Regions from separate parts of the Triticum aestivum genome. Here region 1 is linked to region 2. The links are chromatin contacts, called in public Hi-C maps. All regions are on one chromosome and are shown on one strand. Each heading gives the region's core, a stretch centred on a gene start, on an enhancer-like site or on the middle of the called end of the contact. The rest is flanking DNA. Distances are from core to core; before and after follow the strand shown. Region 1 holds the start of LOC123045082 (probable leucine-rich repeat receptor-like protein kinase At1g35710). Region 2 has its middle 220 kb from the start of LOC123045082.

Region 1 (5,738 bases), core at 787-3,286, 220 kb after region 2:
CACATCGCCATCGTGCTTCATGCCAAGTGGATGTGGCTACAACGGACTAATGATGTCCGCCCTTGGGCTCATCTATCGATTCCTCATGACCTAGACACGCTGACAATCGTGCGTGCTTCCACTGCTTGGCATCTTGGCGATGGCTCAAGTTGACATTTCTAGTTTGACCACTGGCCGGTTGGACTCTGCATCACTGACATTGCCCCGCTCGTCCATGTCTTGGTCTCCCGCAGGGGCCGCACGTTGCGAACTATCTAGAAGGGGTTGCTGCAGCGCGCCTGGATCCGAGACATTTTCGGCATGCTTGGGCCCACTGCGCTAGTGCAATACATCGACTTATGGCATACGCTGTATCATATCACCCTATCCCTGGCCCCAGATTGTCTCACCTGGAGATGGACAGAGTCCTTGTCTACTATGTCGTGACATACTACACCGCCATGTTTCAGGGCTCCGTTGAGGATCCCAACTAGCACCTTACCTAGAAGACAAGGGTTCCATTACATGTCAAGATCTTCGTTTGGCTCGCTCTGCTCGATCAATGATGGACTACCGAGCGGCTTGGCAGACATGGGCTTCCTCACGTGCCCCTCTTCCTATTCCGTGATCAGGAGCCCGGGAGCATGCACCTCCAATTCGTCGGTTGTTCCTTCTCGAGGCAGTTCTGGCATGAGCTCCTTTCGTGGTGCCGATGCACTTCGAGGCCACTGCAGCGAGATGAGCAGTTCCAAGATTGGTGTGTGACCTCGTGCATCACCACGCTCGTGGCTGCTCACAAAGGGCTCTCCTCCTTGCTACTTGTAGGCACCTGGCTTCTTTGGAAGCACCAGAACAACATCATGTTCGGCGGCGAGGCACCCTCCCTTCCAAGTCTGCCCAACCTCATCATCGGTGAGGCCCACCTCCGTTCTTCCTATGTAAACATTGGCTTGGCCAACATCCTTCCTGAGATAGTCCTCATGAGGCTTCATTCTTGTCCCCTCGTTGTAACCCACTTCCTCCTTACCCTCTCACGCTCCCGTTTTGGAACGCTGCTAGGGCACCTTGTACTCTATGTACTCTCTATCTTCTACTTACCAATGGAAGACATGCAAGCTCTTGCATATTCGTGAAAAAAAATACGACCCAAGCCCCATGCAGGTATGTCGCACACTTTTTCAACGCGTGTGACTAAAACACATGCGTGATAAGCTGCAAGACCGTGTGTGTGATATACTCTATCATGGTCTATATTATGCAACAAAAGAAAGAACATGTAGCAACTAATGATGGTATAAATCTCAAGGTGCATGAGATAGGTAGTGACAAGAGAAAATGAATTCGCATGCGCTCCACGCCACTATACAATTACTCTAGTCTAGGAAAAGAAATCCAAAATAAGGCTGGCAACACGGTTTTCATGGCGGAACGTATAACTGAAACTTTAATTAATGAGTTCATTTATATTATCAGATAGAGCGCGTCATGTAGATAGACGCTCTGGAACCCATACATTGTCCAAGTTTGGAGCGCAGTTACTGAAAACTGAACCCACGGGCCACACGGCATGGATGAGGCAGGGACGGACGGACAGGGTGGCGAAAGGAGGAACCCCCGGCGGTTGTCACCGTCCGTCCGTCCGGCAGCAGCTCACGGTCCAACTTCTAAATTTGCGGCTAATGAATCCAGACCGGCTTGGATTGGACCGCGATCACGATGGATCAATCAACGATTCTACTAGTAAGAGGAATGGAATCGTCCACCCATGATATGCCGGGCCATTTTATTCAAGTCAAAGCACTGCATTTTTTCATGGAACAAAAAAAAGAGGTCAAAGCACGGCAGGCCGCTGGTATCATGGACAAGCAAAGCACAGGCTGTCGGCCCTGAAACCCTCTTTTCTCGCCGCTGGAATTCCGGTACGCGACGACGACGCCTCCAAGTCGCCGTACCCCGCTTCCCCACACACGCTCACGCCGCACCGCTGACCGCACCACCCAACCATACACATGGACGCCGTACTAGTAATAGTACTTGCCTACTCGAGTCAACCCGCGTCCCACTGAGCAGCCGCGCCGCGAGCTCAAATCCCCCCTCCTCTCGCCGCCCCTCCCCGTCCCCGTCTCCCCTCCCGACGGCGCGCCAGCCAATGCCGACGCCGGGCGCACGAGCCCTCATCCTCCTCCTCCCGCTCCTCGTCCTCCTCCTGCTCTCCGCCAGCGCCGCCAATGCCGCGACGGAGGCCGAGGCGCTGCTGGCCTGGAAGGCCAGCCTCGACCGCCCGCTCCCGGACGCGCTCGCCACCTGGGCCAACCCCGCGGGCCTCTGCTCCTCCTGGGAGGGCGTCTCCTGCGACGCCGCCGGCCGCGTCGACTCGCTCGCGCTCCGGGGGCTCGGCCTAGGCGGCACGCTCGACAAGCTCGACGTCGCGGCGCTCCCGGCCCTCGCCACGCTCGACCTCAACGGGAACAACTTCTTCGGCGCCATCCCGGCGAGCCTCTCGCGCCTGCGCTTCCTCGCCACGCTCGACCTCGGCAGCAACGGCTTCAACGGCTCCATCCCGCCGCAGCTCGCCGACCTCTCCGGCCTGGTCGAGCTGCGTCTCTACAACAACAACCTCGCCGACGCCATTCCCCACCAGCTCAGCAGGCTCCCCAGGATCCAGCATTTCGATCTGGGTGCCAACTTCCTCACCGACCCGGACTACCGCAAGTTATCGCCGATGCCCACCGTCAGGTTCATGTCGCTCTACCTCAACTACCTCAACGGCGGCTTCCCGGAGTTCATCCTCAAGAGCGCCAACGTCACCTACCTCGACCTGTCGCAGAACAATTTCTCCGGGTCGATACCGGAGTCGCTGGCGGAGAAGCTCCCCAACCTCATGTACCTCAACCTGTCCATCAATGCTTTCTCTGGGCGGATACCGCCGTCGCTGTCGAAGCTGAGGAATCTCCGGGACCTGCGGGTTTTAAACAATAATCTGACCGGAGGAGTCCCCGATTTCCTCGGGTCCATGTCCCAGCTCAGAGTCCTTGAACTCGGCGGCAACCTGCTCGGCGGGCCGATCCCGCCGGTACTTGGCCGGCTCCAAATGCTGCAACGCCTTGATCTCAAGAGCTCCGGGTTGAATTCCACTATTCCACCAGAGCTGGGCAACCTTGGCAATCTCAATTTGATGGAGCTGTCCATGAACCAGCTCACCGGTTTCCTGCCGCCGGCGTTCGCCGGGATGCGCAAAATGCGCGAGTTTGGCATATCGTCCAACAAACTCACCGGTCAGATTCCGCCGTCTTTGTTCAGGAGCTGGCCAGAGCTCATATCGTTCCAAGTGCAAATGAACTCATTCACCGGGAAGATTCCACCAGAGCTCGGCAAGGCAACCAAGCTGGATATCTTGTATCTCTTCAGCAACAACCTTACAGGCTCTATCCCAGCAGAGCTAGGCGAGCTGGTGAGCCTGACTCAGTTGGATTTGTCGGTGAACTCTCTCACGGGGCCGATCCCCAGCTCGTTCGGTAAGCTCACGAAGCTCAAGAGGCTGGCGCTCTTCTTCAACAAGCTTACCGGCACAATCCCGCCGGAGATTGGCAACATGACGGCGTTGGAAGTCTTGGATGTCAACACCAACAGTTTGGAAGGCGAGCTGCCCGCCACCATTACAGCGCTCAGAAATCTTCAATACCTTGCCCTGTTCGACAACAACTTCAGTGGTACCGTACCGCCGGACCTCGGGAAGGGGCTGAGCTTGACCGACGCAAGCTTTGCGAACAACAGCTTCTCCGGCGAACTGCCGCAGAGACTATGTGATGGCCTCGTGCTGCAGAACTTCACGGCGAACCACAACAACTTCAGCGGCACGCTACCACCGTGCCTCAAGAACTGCACAAATCTGTTCCGGGTGCGGTTGGAAGGGAACCACTTCACCGGCGACATCTCAGAGGCGTTCGGCGTCCACCCCAGGTTGGACTACCTGGACGTCTCTGGGAGCGAACTGACCGGTCGTCTATCTCCCGATTGGGGAAAATGCACCAATATCACCCGCCTACACATGGACGGCAATGGTTTATCAGGTGGCATTCCAGCGGCGTTTGGGAGCATGGCAAGCTTACAGGACCTCAGCTTGGCTGAGAATAATCTCACAGGAAGTGTTCCACCTGAGCTGGGCCAGCTCAGCCTCTTATTCAGTCTCAATCTTAGCCATAATGCCCTTTCGGGGTCAATTCCGGCAAATTTGGGCAGCAATTCCAAGTTACAGGCAGTCGATTTGTCTGGGAACTCGCTTACGGGGACGATACCGGCTGGCCTTAGCAAGCTCAGTTATCTAATTTTTCTTGATATGAGCAAGAACAAGTTGTCAGGGCAGATACCAGATGATCTTGGCAATCTTGTTCAGCTGCAGAGGCTTCTTGATCTGAGCAGTAACTCATTGTCAGGTGCGATCCCCTCGAATCTTCAGAAGCTGACGAATTTGCAGAAACTGAACCTGTCACACAACGATCTCAGTGGTTCAATACCAGCAGGGTTTTCTCGCATGTCAAGCCTTGATACAGTTGATTTCTCTTACAATCGACTCACCGGTAAGATACCATCAGGGAATGCTTTCCAGAACACATCAGCTGATGCCTACATTGGGAATTTGGGGCTCTGTGGTAATGTGCAAGGTATAACTTCTTGTGACCTCGGTTCTGGCGGTGCATCTTCAGGGCATCGCAAGAGAATAGTCATTGCAACAGTTGTGTCAGTTGTTGGGGTTGTGTTACTTGCAGCCCTTGCTGCTTGCCTCATACTGATATGCAGAAGGAGGCCTCGTGAGAAGAAAGTGCTGGAGGCTAACACCAATGATACTTTTGAGTCCATGATCTGGGAAAAGGAGGGAAAGTTCACATTCTTTGATATCGTGAATGCCACAGACAACTTCAACGAAACCTTCTGCATTGGTAAAGGAGGGTTCGGGGCCGTGTACAGGGCCGAGCTTGCAAGTGGGCAGGTTGTGGCCGTGAAGCGATTCCATGTCGCCGAGACAGGCGACATATCAGAGATTAGCAAAAAGAGCTTTGAGAATGAGATAAAGGCGCTGACTGAGGTCCGCCACCGGAATATCGTCAAGCTCCATGGCTTCTGCACTAGCGGTGACTACATGTATCTGGTGTACGAGTACCTGGAAAGGGGCAGCTTGGCGAAGACATTGTACGGGGAGGAAGGGAAGAAGAAGCTGGACTGGGACGTGAGGATGAAGGTGATACAGGGGGTTGCTCATGCCCTGGCCTACCTGCATCATGACTGCAACCCGCCCATCGTTCATCGCGACATCACTTTGAATAATATCCTGCTTGAATCTGACTTTGAGCCACGGTTGTGTGATTTTGGCACCGCAAAGTTGCTTGGGTCTGCTTCGACGAACTGGACTTCTGTGGCAGGATCGTATGGCTACATGGCTCCAGGTACACATCTTATGCATACGATATATGACTTTTTAATAAGATGTATAGATGGAATGTTCATTAATTACTCGGTAACAATAAGCTTTGTTGAAACAACTTCAATAATACGAAGATCCCTACTGGTGTGAGACAATAACATGAAATATTATGACACATTATTTTAGATATTTCTATTCACAGTTCTTGAGAACCTAGTGAATCAAAAACACTTCTATCCTAGTTGGGCAATTGCCATCAAAGAGTTAAGTACTCAGAAGTAGTTGCTGCAGCCTTGCTAATATGTGTGTTTGGATCAGTGTCATTCCATATGCTCAAATT
Region 2 (5,751 bases), core at 365-2,864:
ACACATCCACAAGTAGGAAGGGAAAGGAATTGTACGTCGACTACTAGACAATTGGATAGCACAACAGACTAAGTTGCACATATCGCTAGTACGGTAGGTGGGGCTGGGTGTGACAGCAGTGAAAAATTACACATCCATGAGTTGAGAAGGGGGGTTGTACATCGATTACTAGGTAATTGGCAGGGGTAGTAGTCTAGTTGTACATCACTAAAAATAGTTGCCATGGTCGTTAGGTTGCAACCTCTTAGAAGTTGGATCATCAGCTCTATTGGTTTTCAGAAAAGTTGCACCATATAATACTAAAAATGCACCATGTTATAGTAATATTACCATATATAGCCCCAAAATTGACATCAGAAAAAGAAATCATCAAAACATGCCATGTGGGATCTTGTTTCAAAAATTTTGTTGTGAGGGTTCAAAAGATATGACTTTTTAAAATTTTGAAAACCCAAAATAAATGCACATGTATCTACCTTTTTTAAGTGAAGTGACCAGTGTAAACGCATTTAACCGACGCCAGCAGACAAAAAAAATATCAAATGCAAGTGTGTGAGAGCTCTCCCGCTTGTTTTCTCTAAAAAATGTGTACACAATGTTTAAAACTTATGTATGTTCATTGGGGGAGGTGCACCATGTGGGCCAATTAACACCCTACTTGGCGTCAAACAGGGTTTTCCTCCAATGCCAACATGCGCTTCGTGACCTCCTTTCATGTGCGATACAAGCGCACCAATCATGGCCAAATCCTATTCGGCGGCGGCTATTTGATACAGGGATCAGATCACCGGATCTTTATAAGATCACCGGATGTGCTAGTAGCATGCGCCCTAACCAACAGGATTAGATCACCGGATGTGCTAATATCCTATTTTTTTTAATCCTTATAAGATGCAAAGAACGCATCTCTTTTGGTGTTTGCTTTCCTTTTTCCTTTCTTTTTCTCTATCTTGTTTTTTTATTTTTCCTCAAATGCGGGAAATTTTTCAAATACAACGACATTACTGCAAAATCGTTGAACTTGTTTTCAAATTAGATGAACTTTTTAAATATTTGATGAACTTTTTTTCAAATTCGATGAACTTTTTTTCCAATACTCGATGAACTTTTTTCAAATAAGATGAACTTTTTAGAAAATCGATCAACCTTTTCAAATTTGATGACTTTTTTTCAAACTCGGTGAACTTTTTTCTAAATCCAATGAACTTTTTTCAAATTTTAATGAACTTTTTTCAAACTCGATGAACTTTTTCCAACTCGATGAACTTTTTTCAAATTCGATGAAATTTTTTCAAACTCGATGAACTTGTTTCTAAATCCAGTGAACTTTTTTTTGAATTTGATGAACTTTTTTCAAATTTTGATGAACTTTTTTTCGAATTCAATGAACTTTTTTCAAATTCGATGACCTTGTTTCAAATTTTGATGAACTTTTTGCAAATTTGATGAACTTTTTTTGAACTCGGTGAACTTTTGTTCAAATTCGATGAACCTTTTTCTAAGAACAAGAGTACATACTGTAGCGAACCAGTCTTTTTCCTAAGAAAAATAGTCTATACTGTAGCAGTTTTTAGAATGAAGAAAAAAAATGGTCAAGCAGGAGCTAGCGATCGAGCGAGCGTAGCTGGGCCAGGCCCATGCCAGCAACACAGCACGTTTCCCAATCACGCACCATTGTGCTGCTCCAATGCGGGGCACAAGGCGCTTTTTGTTTTTTCTCGCCTTTCTTTTTCCTTTTTCAAACTCACTTTTTTATCTTTGCTTCCTTCATCAGTTTCAACAAAAAAATAAAAAATTCTTTTGAAATTTAAAATCTTCACGAATTTAGAACATGCTCATGGATTTAAAAAAATTTATAAGAAATACTAAAAATATTCATAAAAATTTGAAAAGTATTCAAAAATTCAAAAAAGTGTTCTGGATTTTTTTAATGGTAAGGAATTTTTAAAAACTCAAGAAAATTTAGTAATTGTTTCGTTAAAATTATTCATGAATGAAATAAATCTTTATAAAATTTCCAGAAATCTTCATAAATTAGAAAAACTTATGAGTTTGAAAATCTATTCCTGAATCTCATAGAGTGGTACCAATTCAAAAAATATGTTCATGGATTTAATTATGAAAAAAGCAAATGATTTTTTTTAGAAAAAATAGCTAACTAATGTGCACTTAGGTAGGGTATGTATTTGGGAGTGCGGATTTCTGGAGGGCAAGCTCCATTGAGCTCGGTATTTCAAAATTATCAAAAAACATATTTAAAAGTTTCAAAAGAATCTGATTTTTTCCATGAATACATATATGTATTCCACAGGAACATGTTGAATTTCGTCAAAAAATATTGTGGTTTGTAGGCTGTACAAAAAAAATCCGGCCCAATAACAAAATAAAAGGCCCGTATAAATATGTGTATTTGTCTTTTTTTTCTGTACGCCACATGTAAAAGTATAATGCTGCGAAATTTTGCACATATCATAGTATGCATGTGCAAGTGTGTTCGCAAATAAATTTGGACTTTTTTGCGATCCAAAAAAAAATTAAAATTTGAAAACTAGCTCACTGGAGCTCGGGCATTGTTTGCAATTTTCGATGCATTTTGTCGCTACACAGTGACCCACGCGCGAAATAGGATCGATATGCACTTCTTGGAAAATACAAAGTTACTTTCTTTAGGGCGACATAAAGTAACGACTACAAGGTGCATTACCATAATAATTGATGCAGCCACCCTACAATTCAAACGGCGCATTTAATTCGTGCAAAAGAAAATATCGATCACTCACCAATGTGTGTGAATTACGGTTGTGTGTGAATTGCAGGAACACAATACTTTGCTATCCTATATAAATCCGAGTAAATGATCTCATTCAAATGCACATGTAATTCCTTCACATCATCAAGCACATTCAAGCCCTACACATTGTCAAACGCACATGTAATTATCAACTTTTCACTTTTCCAAGCTCTCTGCATCATCAAGCACACTTTTTTTTCGGCTACAAATAAAATATAAGTGATCCCATTTAAATGCACACATAAACCATTCACATCATCAAACACATACAACCATTTCACTTTTCACCACATGCAAGCCCTCCACATCATCAAACACATAACCTCCATATATTTTATATTTTTTTCAGCAACATATAAATATCTAAGTGATCCTGTTTAAAGGCACATCCAAGATATCCAAATCATCACACAATGCAACAATTATGCTTTACACTTTCCACCACATACAAGCCTTCCACATCATTTTTTCGGCAACAAATAATTGAACTTGAATGTCAAAAAGTAATATAATATGCATCCACGAGAAGTGCATGGATGAACCCGGGTACATATGAACCCACTTTAGAAAACACATTTTGTAATGTCAAAAAAATTCTGAAAAAGGGTGCGCGCGGATATCTTCATATTCTATGTGTGTGCAGAAAATTTCATAGAAAAACAACTTTTTCGTAGCCTGTGCAAAAAAGACAAAATTTTATGCCATGAAACGGTATTTAGAAGCAGTAAAATTTGTCTTTTTTACTGAGACAAAACAAAAATACTTTTTTACACAAAACTTTGTGTCGTGGACATACCTTTGCCAACATGTATGCATTTTTTTTTAGAATTTGAACATTACAAAACGCGTAAAAAATACATTTTTAAAAAGCGGGTGCAGATGCCCCGTGTGCAGATCATCCACTCTCGTGCATCCACCCTCTAGTTACCTCTAGTTTTTCTACCATCATATGGTGAGAATATGGTGCGGTATTATTCTTATTCAAATTTTATTTTCAATAATTTCGTTGCCATAAATGTACGCAGTGATGCACGGCGGGTTATCTAGTTACTTATTACTCCAAACTGCAATAGTAGTATGTTTTTGAGAACGGCCAAAGGGCATATGTTAAGTAGCACATATCCTTAAAAATACATCCAAATTCTCGGAGTGCCAAGGTCTTCTTCTGCTACATTCGTTGGCGACGTGCGGTGAGCAAAGCTTGTTATCGTCCCTACACCTTTATCTTAACGGAACAAACATGTTGGAATCTAGGAGCTTGTCGAAGAAACAGATGGAATTCATTGATATAGGCAAGAACTAGCCGACAGTTGCGACCTGCATAGAAATTATCGTCTTGGATAAGAAAACGCCGGAGAGAGCCTATATAATGTCCGATGCATGTCCCAAACGGAGTCGATGGACATAAATCTCACACGCTCCCTGACAAGGCTGAGTTCTTCGTTGGAGCGGAATGACCAAAACACACAGCCACAGTTTTTACTTTGCATGACAGCACCACCAGAAAAACCTTTTGAAGAAAAAGCCATATGGGAAAATAAAATCTTGAATACACCATCCTTCACACGACTAGAACAAGGGCGAGGCGGAGTGACTTTATTCTACGCCAACGGCAAGGCCATCATCTCACTACCATCGAACAGAGGCGAAACACAAATTTATTCCCTATCGGCTATCACCATCAGACCGAAGCTCGGAGACCCCACCCCTTCGGTTGTCGGAGCAGTGAAGGAAGGGAAAGGGAGTGCTCAATCTCCCCGTGGAAGAGGGTAGTTAGTCGGCTGCCACTATGTCACTAGGTCACAGGGGAAGAAAACGGTTCACGGTGTGTGTAGGTAGATCCGTTGACTGGCTCTCAGATTGTAGCGTAACTGAGAGCGTATGAGCAGCTTCCCTTGATATTTCTCTCCCCTCCATTCCATGCACGCGAATCCAAGTGTGTGCCTGGGCTTCATCCATGTGAATATGAGATGTCGTAGCAACGAAGTGTTTTTTTTCCCTTTGACTCGAGGCTAAGCTAGCAATCCGCGCTCCTTTTCCAGCATATATAAAACTGTTGACTGTTTCGAGCGATCAAATTATGATCCTGCTATCTACCGGGAGATCAGGACGACCGATGGTGGATTATGATCCAAGAGTCCAAGCATCTACTAACATGAAAGATCGAAACGCATCACATGCATGCATGCTTACGCTAGCCCGGCCTGTAGCTGCTTGCTATGTCGCGGCAATGGCGGCATGGTGATACTCTGGGATCATGCATGTGGTCATGTCGCTCCGGTAAGCTATCTTTTGTTGTTCCTGGCAGAAGAGCTGTCAAATCTATTGATTACAAAGGAGTATTATCAGAACACTTCAAAGGAGAAATACCCCATAATGGAGTGCAAAAGAAAGAAAAAACTGCTCGGTTTATTGAGATATCATAGCAACGAAGTGTTTTTTCCTTTGACTCGAGGATAAGCTAGCAATCCGCGCTCCTTTTCCACCATATATAAAACTGTTGACTGTTTCGAGCGATCAAATTATGATCCTGCTATCTACCGGGAGATCAGGACGACCGATGGTGGATTATGCTCCAAGAGTCCAAGCATCTACTAACATGAAAGATCGAAACGCATCACATCAGTGGCGGAGCTTGGGCAAGAATCATGGGGGTGCCACTGGCTGGGGGGGGGGGGGGCAAACAAGTTCACTATAGGTTGATTTTTGGTGCAAAAATAGGCCTAAAACTAAGATATATACATGTATTTTCCTGTGAGCTAGGGGGGCCACCACCCTGGTTGGCCCCCATGAAGCTCCGCCATTGATCACATGCATGCATGCTTACGCTAGCCCGGCCTGTAGCTGCTTGCTATGTCACGGCAATGGCGACATGGTGATACTCCAGGATCATGCATGTGGTCATGTCGCTCCGGTAAGCTATCTTTTGTTATTCCTGGTAGAAGAGCTGTCAAATCTAT

What was found. A called contact is a pair of places that touch in the nucleus more often than the background predicts.
Region 1: a Hi-C map of an unstated tissue shows a contact between it and region 2, with 9 times the contacts expected there. The contact joins the promoter of LOC123045082 here to the enhancer-like site in region 2. A contact is called at or near these places in 3 of 5 Hi-C or Micro-C datasets (leaf and an unstated tissue) and 1 of 1 datasets of contacts at active chromatin or transcription factors (leaf).

Annotation. Positions count from the first base shown.
Region 1 is chr1A:259,292,535-259,298,272 of IWGSC CS RefSeq v2.1, forward strand. It overlaps LOC123045082 (probable leucine-rich repeat receptor-like protein kinase At1g35710), which reads left to right and starts at 2,037. Exons shown (of 2, transcript XM_044468017.1): 1 at 2,037-5,420. The coding sequence starts at 2,129.
Region 2 is chr1A:259,074,552-259,080,302 of IWGSC CS RefSeq v2.1, forward strand. No RefSeq gene overlaps it. Among protein-coding and RNA genes, the nearest start is that of LOC123045082, 220 kb to the right of the region's middle. Within about 2 kb of position 1,615, at least 1 of the 8 cell types and tissues checked has an H3K27ac peak or open chromatin away from gene starts, as enhancers often do.